Linked DNA regions of Bactrocera dorsalis: region 1 is linked to region 2. Evidence: chromatin contacts called from public Hi-C data. All regions are on one chromosome and are shown on one strand. Each heading gives the region's core, a stretch centred on a gene start, on an enhancer-like site or on the middle of the called end of the contact. The rest is flanking DNA. Distances are from core to core; before and after follow the strand shown.

The links. A called contact is a pair of places that touch in the nucleus more often than the background predicts.
Region 1: a contact with region 2 is called in a Hi-C map of whole body, with 6 times the contacts expected there. The contact joins two enhancer-like sites. A contact is called at or near these places in 2 of 2 Hi-C or Micro-C datasets (both in whole body).

What each region holds. Positions count from the first base shown.
Region 1 is chr2:36,275,050-36,279,180 of ASM2337382v1, forward strand. No RefSeq gene overlaps it. Among protein-coding and RNA genes, the nearest start is that of Trnaf-gaa, 90 kb to the right of the region's middle. Within about 2 kb of position 1,647, the one cell type or tissue checked has open chromatin away from gene starts, as enhancers often do.
Region 2 is chr2:36,170,308-36,174,736 of ASM2337382v1, forward strand. No RefSeq gene overlaps it. Among protein-coding and RNA genes, the nearest start is that of LOC105226339, 20 kb to the left of the region's middle. Within about 2 kb of position 1,609, the one cell type or tissue checked has open chromatin away from gene starts, as enhancers often do.

The sequences.
Region 1 (4,131 bases), core at 397-2,896, 100 kb after region 2:
AGCGTTTTTCAAAAGTTTAAAATTTTTTTTCTTTAATTTTCAGAACTTTTCTCAACTCTTTTTAACTTCTTTCAGGTTTTTTTCGCACAATTTTTAGTTTTCTTATTTTTTTCTTCTTCTTCAGCTGTGTGCAAACTAATTTGCCTCAATATTGACCAGTGGGATCTAGATAACCTGCCATTGTGATAAACTATTTTAAATAATTATGTAAATTTACAACAACTACAAAGTTATCTACGAACAATTCGCTTGCTAGCTTGCTTACTTAGCTACCTTATCGCCGCTTATCTGCTGCCTTCGTCCGCGCGTGTTAGTCAAAACAGCTGATTGTCGATCGTGTCTGCGAACTTGTCTGCTGACGTCGTTCTAACGCTGCTCCTTTTGTCTTGCCGCTAAGCGCTTAAGCTTGTCTGCTGCTGCTTATAGCTTGCTTTTGGCTGCTTGCTGCTCAGTATTGGCCAGTGGGATCCAAGTATTGAGCCATTGTGCCAAATAATTTTAATGAAATATTTATATTTGAAATATTTATATGATGACCGTATCGGGTTTTTCGTGCGCGCTGTGCTTCTTGCTTTTATTAAGTTCTTTTTCAGCTTCTCTGTTTATTTTGGGAGTTTGGTTATTTTTTTGTTTGCGTTTGTCGCTTTGTCGCCGGGCCTCGTGTTTTAAGTTTTTGTTTTATTATCACAAAAGACAGCAACAATTTTTTTTGTTCGCCGAAATAGCAACAAATAACGCGAGTGTGTGTATGAATGGCGCTGCTCGTAGCTTATGTGGTTGTGGGGCTCGTTATGGACCTGCTAGTTCGGTTCTATGCCGCCGTAGTACTTCTGCGCCACACGTTCGTCGAGCTCTAGCTATCTATGTTTAACAGCGTTTTGTAAGTTTTTGTGTTTGCGAACGTCGCGCTGCCGTCGTATGTGTTGGCTGGTATGAGCGTGCGTGTTTGTGATTTGTTTAAAGAAGTCACTGACACTTAAAATCCATTAAATTCTTTGGATTGTAGTCTTTTGTTTATAAATATTTTTAAAAGTTTATTGTTCTTTTTTTTTGATTACAGAATCTCAAAGCAAATGTCTTTGTAAGATTCTTTCGTTGAAGTTTTGCAAGGATGCTTCAACTATGACACTTTTCACGTTTGTTATTAGTTCTTTTTGAGTTTTAATTTTTTTTTTTTTCAAAAATTCTTCAGCTCTATTTTCAGTTGTATGTTTAAGAAAATCTCTTTTATAAATTCAAAAATAAAGTATCAACTCTTCGCACGTCTTTCGCTTTATCACACAGTACAAATGCGTTACTAAATAACTTAAACACTCAAGTGATCTTGACTCGTCGAGCGGTGTCGAACTTATGTTGTGATTTTCGTCAAGTCGTAAGCTTAAATTCTCCGCGCTCCCAAAAAGGTTTCGTGCAATTTTCTGCCGTCAGCGCTGACGTCGCAGCTGTCGCACAATCAGCGCTCACCAATACCAACTGAGTTGGCTAGCGTGCACTGCGCTCGTATGCGGAGAATTGCGAGTGAATGAGAGAGCGCCAACCAAAAGCAAAAGCCAAAAGGTAAATTTCATGTAGCTGTGTACGTGCGAAGGTGTACGATCTGCACATCCATCGGCATCGTACTGCGCATGTATGTGGTGCAGAGTGTACAAAAGAGTCGGGTTACGTTGACGGCTGCTGCAGCGCGCGCTTGGCGCTGCATGATCTTCACGCACGTACGACCGGCCGGCTCCAGGTGAGCGAGATGCCGGCACTCTTATCACTGCAAGCGCACGAGTCTGGCTTAGGTGTTCGCCAGCTTCGCTGCATATTTTTACACCATCTCTTTCACTCTCTTGCCGGCTAACTAGATTTCACTCTCTTAGGCCGGCGCTGGCCACGTTAGTTGGCTAGAATGAGAGCGTTGTATGGGAATGTGTCTGTATCGGATCGTGATTCTGCTGCATCAATCTTTTCTATGTAGAAGTCTTCCACATAGGTGTGTGCATGTGTGTGTGTGTGTTACACTCGGCGCTGCTATTGCAAGCGTTCTGATATGTGCGCGTGGGCCGTTTCAGCAGCAGTTGACTCTGCTCTGCGCGCAATTGAATTATGCTTTTTTTATTGCATTTATTACTCTTGTTATTGTTACTGCATATCGTCTTTGTTCGCTCATAATTTTGTCGCTGTGTTTGTGTCTCTATTTCTTTGGTCGCGTGTGTGCGTTTGTTTGTGTGCCAGACCAGACCTCGTTCGCGGTCTTGATCTCAGCCACGGTCTCAGTTTCATTCAGAAACAGCTGTTTATGCCATTGTCGTTGTGCCGACGCTCGTTATAACATACCTGTGTTTTGTGTGTTTTTTTTGGCTTTTGAGGATTGAAGCCATTCAGGTAGCCACCGAAATTTCATTGTTGGTTCTAAGTCAAGGCATTTCTTATTGGTTAATTGCGTACAAAGAGCTCTCATTTTGATTTGTTCTTTTTTCATTTGACTTGTATTTGGCTGTTCACATATGTGTTTGTATGTGTGTGTTGGGTTAATTTGGTTATCCTTTTCTTAAGAAATATTCGTTGCGCTGCTGGCATTTGAAGGCGACCATATAGAACGTATTGCCTACACATGGCTCCACCCATCATGTTATACTTTTAAAATATTCATTTTATTATACTTTCATTATTTTAATATATTATTCAAAATCTTAAGATTAGTTGGTTGTCTCCAGTAAAATTCCTTGCGTCGTTCATTAATTAAGGACTATATCGCTCATTTGCTGCAAGACCGGCATAAATCAAAAAACGTGATTTTTGAGTTAATGCTGCAGAATTGTTCGTTATATCATACTTCATGTTGAGTGAAAAATTCATATGAATACCTTTTATATGCTCCGCTTGAAAAGAGGTGTAAGGTTGGAGTCAGTTGAAAACTTTTAACGCGTTTTCTGGAAAATCGATTTTTTTGACTTATGCCGGTCTTGCAGCATATGTCTTCAAGGCAATGACCATTTGGAAAAAATACTGTGTCCTTAAATTCGTTTCATTCTTAAAAACACATTGTTAAAAACAAAAAAAAAAAAAACAAGAAAAAGCTGTCATGCTCTCCACAAATACAAAAGATCCTATTTGAATCATTTCTTCGGAGCTTGCATCATGACATGAGGATATCTCCTCAAATGCAAAAGCTTTCCATACAAGCATTTGATAACAATCGTTCAGTTTGTCTGGCAGCTACATATATAACAGGTGGCGCAAAAATAACCTTCCGATGTTTTTTTAGAAAATGGAAAACTTCTTTTAAAAAATGAAAATCTTTGAATTCTGTTTGTGTATTATTTTTATTTGGTATTTTAAATTTTTTTCCATTAAGTCGAGAATATATCATGTAAATGGCCGCCGCCACAGTTGATTGTCATTTGATCTCTTCTTATGCCATTTTCCATCACTTTGACCAGAACTTTCGGCGATAGGTCCTCACATTCCTTACGGATATTATCTTTAAGAGCTACAAGAGCCTTAAGCTTGTTGATATAAACCCGCTACTTCAAAAAGCCCCACAAAAACAAGCGGTCAAATCAGGCGATCTTCCTGGCCAGTGCAAATCGCCAAAACGAGAGATTAGGCGCCCCGGAAATGCATTCTTCGACATATCGATTATTGCACGCAGTGTAGCATACCATTGCTTATTTAAAAAGTATATTGTTGAATAATAAGGCTTTCCTTACAAGAACTTGATTTTGATCGTCCAGCAAGGCTTTTTCAACATTTGTAGTCTGGTCTTGGGCATTAATACATGTTAAATTTCGTGAAAATATCTCCGCAAATAAATCCTATCACACACTTTGAAAATGGTCGAAATTGAGTTTATTTGGTTGTTCTCAATATTTATATTTCGGGCGCTTGACTCTCTTTGATTTCTTTCTATCTGATTCACTTCTTTTAAAATAATGATGATGTGGCACCACTATCGAATAACGTTTATATATCTTTTGCTTATATTTTAAGTAATAAGTAGAATATTGTGAACAAAATATATTAAGATTTTTTAATTTATGTTTCGCGCGAAACCCCATTCGTAGATTTTTTTTTTCTAGGTTGATGTGACTGTCGGTGGCATTTGCTTGTCTTTCTAAAGTACATAAAGTGCATTCAGCGACTTTT
Region 2 (4,429 bases), core at 359-2,858:
TCGCGTCAAAGTCGGTGAAAAATCAATGAAATGCTCATCGTTTCTTTTGATTACATTGTGAACCACATCACCATGAATTCGTTTCACAGTGTCAAACGGTTCATAACGAATACTAAAGGGTGATCCATTTCTAGATTATCTATTTAAAAAAAAACACAGTAACTTAAATCTAATCTAAGGGGCTCTATTTCAGGCATCAAATAGTCGGTTATCACGACCGCCATTGACGGTTCGTTCTCATCAATGATTCCACCAGCTCATAAACCACACTAAACAAATGCGACATTTTTGCTTTTTTGCATACCCATTGAGCCAAAACAAAATGCAAAATTATTGCTGAACAACATTTAGCTCGAAAACGTCGGATATTCTTGGAACTTTTCAAGAGCCCGTAAAGCGAAGCGATATCGCTTGGGAAGATAGAGCGGCTTCAGTTCTTGCACAAGTTCTATTTTGTACAATTTAAAACCTCGGTGTAAAATGCGCCCAGTCGTTCAAGTAGCCGCAAACGGCGCCGAATCGACTCTCCACCGTCGTCGGGTACACTCTCAGCTACAGCTGCTATATTTTCTTCATTGCGTGCTGGATATGGTCTATTCGGTCAAATATTATATAGTAATGAATGCTGGGTCTCAAGATGGGTGATGGTATGTCAAATAGTACGCTCAGGAAGTCGATTATGTTGACCATAAGTTGAGGGAGCTGCGCGAAACTCTTTCTTTACAGAACGTGAATTTTCGTAGTAAAGTTAAACGATTTGTAAACTTTGTTCAGGGGTAAGTTTTTCCATGATGATATAGCATACAATACTGAACAAGAATAGCATGGCAGCTTGACACGACTCATGCGTGATCTGTCAAAGAAAGCTATTGAAAAAAGTGCACCTACGGGTGATCAAACTGTTACAACCATAAATGAGAAGTCCAGCGAGAGGGAGTGCCTAATGTTTGGTGGACTCTATGATAGGTTTAATTATCATAAAACAACAAAATGAGCATCACAAATTGAAGAGAAGTTTGGCAAGTCCAACGAAATTAGAGAACACACTCGTGTGCAACAAACACAGATACCATATAAACTTATATATGTATATATATAGAAATATCGACATATTTGCCTAGATTTTTCGCAAATTTCGCAAACAAACAATCCAATTAAAAGCTAGGCGAACACTGCAAGCAAACCAACGAATAAATTATCAATTCTTTTACAACCTGTTTCGTGCCCCTAACTTTATTGAGACTTAATTGAAGAAAATACACTAATATACATACACATATATAAATGAATGTACGTTGATTTACTGGCAGGCAGAATTGATAAGACAAATAAACAAATAATGTACTGTTCTATTGAACAGTGCTGCAGTTGTTGTTGTCGCTGACAAACGAGTAATCAATTGACGTTATACGATCATTTGACGTCCGTAGAAACGACATTGTCTAAACGAAAGCTCAAAGTCATTTTGTTTGTGTGTAAACTAATAGATAATGCAATAACAGTAACAACAATACCAACAACAATTGTAATAGTAATAATAGGCAAGTGAAGCAGTAAATTGAGCATATGGAAAACGCACAACACCTTTTGAACGATCAAGTTCAATGCTGCTCATACGATATGTGCACTGAGGCTAGGCCGCTGCCATTATTTACATTTGTTGAACGGGTGGTACACATGCAAGTTGAAGCAAAAATTATTTCTTTTTAGTTTAGAGGAAAGTTTTTACTAGATTTTAGATAAAGAGGTGCACCGTTAGGAGAGAAACCACGCTCACAATTATCCTAATTATATAATTCACATACTGGGGTATAAAGTCAGCCGGAAGTTCGAAAATTTTTTATATTAGTTATATGGGGGCTAAGGAATTTTGTTGGTGACCCAATTGAACCAATTTTTGACATTCAGATATACTATTATCAGGAAAAGATTCTCTCCGAATTTTTATATATCGCACATATTGACTGATATTTTCTGTAAAAAGTCAGCCATACGGTATGGGGTGCAAATTTTCGATATCTAGGGGCTAGAATATTTTGGTCATATGGTGGCATACTTCAGAGGCACTATTCGTGCAAAGTTTTATGCCGTTATATTAATTACTTCTTGATTTTTAAACTGAAAAATGGAATTTAAAATCGGTTTATATTGTATGAGAAGTAGGCGTGGTTGAAGTCCGACTTTGTCCATTTTCGTATTGTAACATAGGTATGTCAGCTTAATATTATATACCGAATGTGATTGCAATCGGTTGAGCAAGTCCCAAAATATGTGATTTCACCTAAAAGTGAGCAACATCCATAGTTCAATTTTGACCTCGGGTCCTATAAATCCATCTGATACTATCTTGGGGGTATTAAGTTATTGATTTATGGCGCTTTTAGTAGCTTAACAGGGCGGGGTCACACCCAATTTTTTAATTTTTTGCTCACACATGCCCCTTGATACTGCAATCTCCCATATCAAATAACAGCTTTATATCTCTTTTTAGTGCTTTGTTATGGCATTTTATAAGTTGATAAGTGATGATTTGTGGGCGTGGCGGGGGTCCGATTACGCCCGATTGTTTGTAGATGAAACAAAAAACCGTTAGATGAACAAAACTAACGGGTGATTTTTTTGAGGTTAGGATTTTCATGCATTAGTATTTGACAGATCACGTGGGATTTCAGACATGGTGTCAAAGAGAAAGATGCTCAGTATGCTTTGACATTTCATCATGAATAGACTTACTAACGAGCAACGCTTGCAAATCATTGAATTTTATTACCAAAATCAGTGTTCGGTTCGAAATGTGTTTCGCGCGCGTGTTTTGTTCAGCGATGAGGCTCATTTCTGGTTGAATGGCTACGTAAATAAGCAAAATTGCCGCATTTGGGGTGAAGAGCAACCAGAAGCCGTTCAAGAACTGCCCATGCATCCCGAAAAATGCACTGTTTGGTGTGGTTTGTACGCTGGTGGAATCATTGGACCGTATTTTTTCAAAGATGCTGTTGGACGCAACGTTACGGTGAATGGCGATCGCTATCGTTCGATGCTAACAAACTTTTTGTTGCCAAAAATGGAAGAACTGAACTTGGTTGACATGTGGTTTCAACAAGATGGCGCTACATGCCACACAGCTCGCGATTCTATGGCCATTTTGAGGGAAAACTTCGGACAACAATTCATCTCAAGAAATGGACCCGTAAGTTGGCCACCAAGATCATGCGATTTAACGCCTTTAGACTATTTTTTGTGGGGCTACGTCAAGTCTAAAGTCTACAGAAATAAGCCAGCAACTATTCCAGCTTTGGAAGACAACATTTCCGAAGAAATTCGGGCTATTCCGGCCGAAATGCTCGAAAAAGTTGCCCAAAATTGGACTTTCCGAATGGACCACCTAAGACGCAGCCGCGGTCAACATTTAAATGAAATTATCTTCAAAAAGTAAATGTCATGAACCAATCTAACGTTTCAAATAAAGAACCGATGAGATTTTGCAAATTTTATGCGTTTTTTTTTTTTTAAGTTATCAAGCTCTTAAAAAATCACCCTTTATTATACTCTGTAGCAACATGTTGCAAGGTTCAAACCCGAAACCGGTCCCCTATTCCTCTTCTGACTGCTTAACATCCTTGACTTCAACTTGAGCCCTTTTCTATCGCTCTTATTTCGCGATTATAAAATTGTTTTCTTTAAAATCTGTAAAAAGCTAATGTACTAAAATTAGTTATTATAAGCAATCTTCTAAAAAATATAAATATAAATATATATAAAAAACAAGACGTTAAATTTTGTTGCATCGCTTACAAATACTTTGATAGCTCAGATTGTATGATAGCTGTATGCTATAGTAGTTCGATCCCAAAATCACGCAGTTGAGAAAAATGGCCTTCTTTAGAATAAAATTTAAGAGCCATATGTATCTCAAAAACTGAGGAGCTAGTTCGGGTATATATAGATGGATCCACTCAGCTCTTCACGCTGATAGTTTATTTATATATTGTGTTAAAAGAGTACCCGGAAATTGTCATTTAAATTCCCTCGGGTAAATTGGTAGGGCTGTCCTAAATTACTATGCCAAATATGAGCGCGATCTGTCAACCAGTTTCCTTACAGCAGCTGCTTAATTCGGTACACCTCAGTACTGCGTTGCGAGTTTTACCATGGACGAAAATATCGAACGATGATGAAAATATTAAAAGAGTGAAGGATATAGTGCTTGGAAATCGTCAGAAAAGTGCTAGAAAGATGACAAGAAAGCTCGACATTTCGAGCGAGACCGTTTGAATTATTTTGGCGGATATTCTGGGCATGAAACGCGTTCTTACTCGATTCGTCCCGATAAAGCTGAATATTTTTCAAAAAGAGTATCGTAAATAGGTTCCTTTGGACATGCTTGCTCGTGCGAATTCCGATTCGACACTCAAGGAGTGCATTATAACTG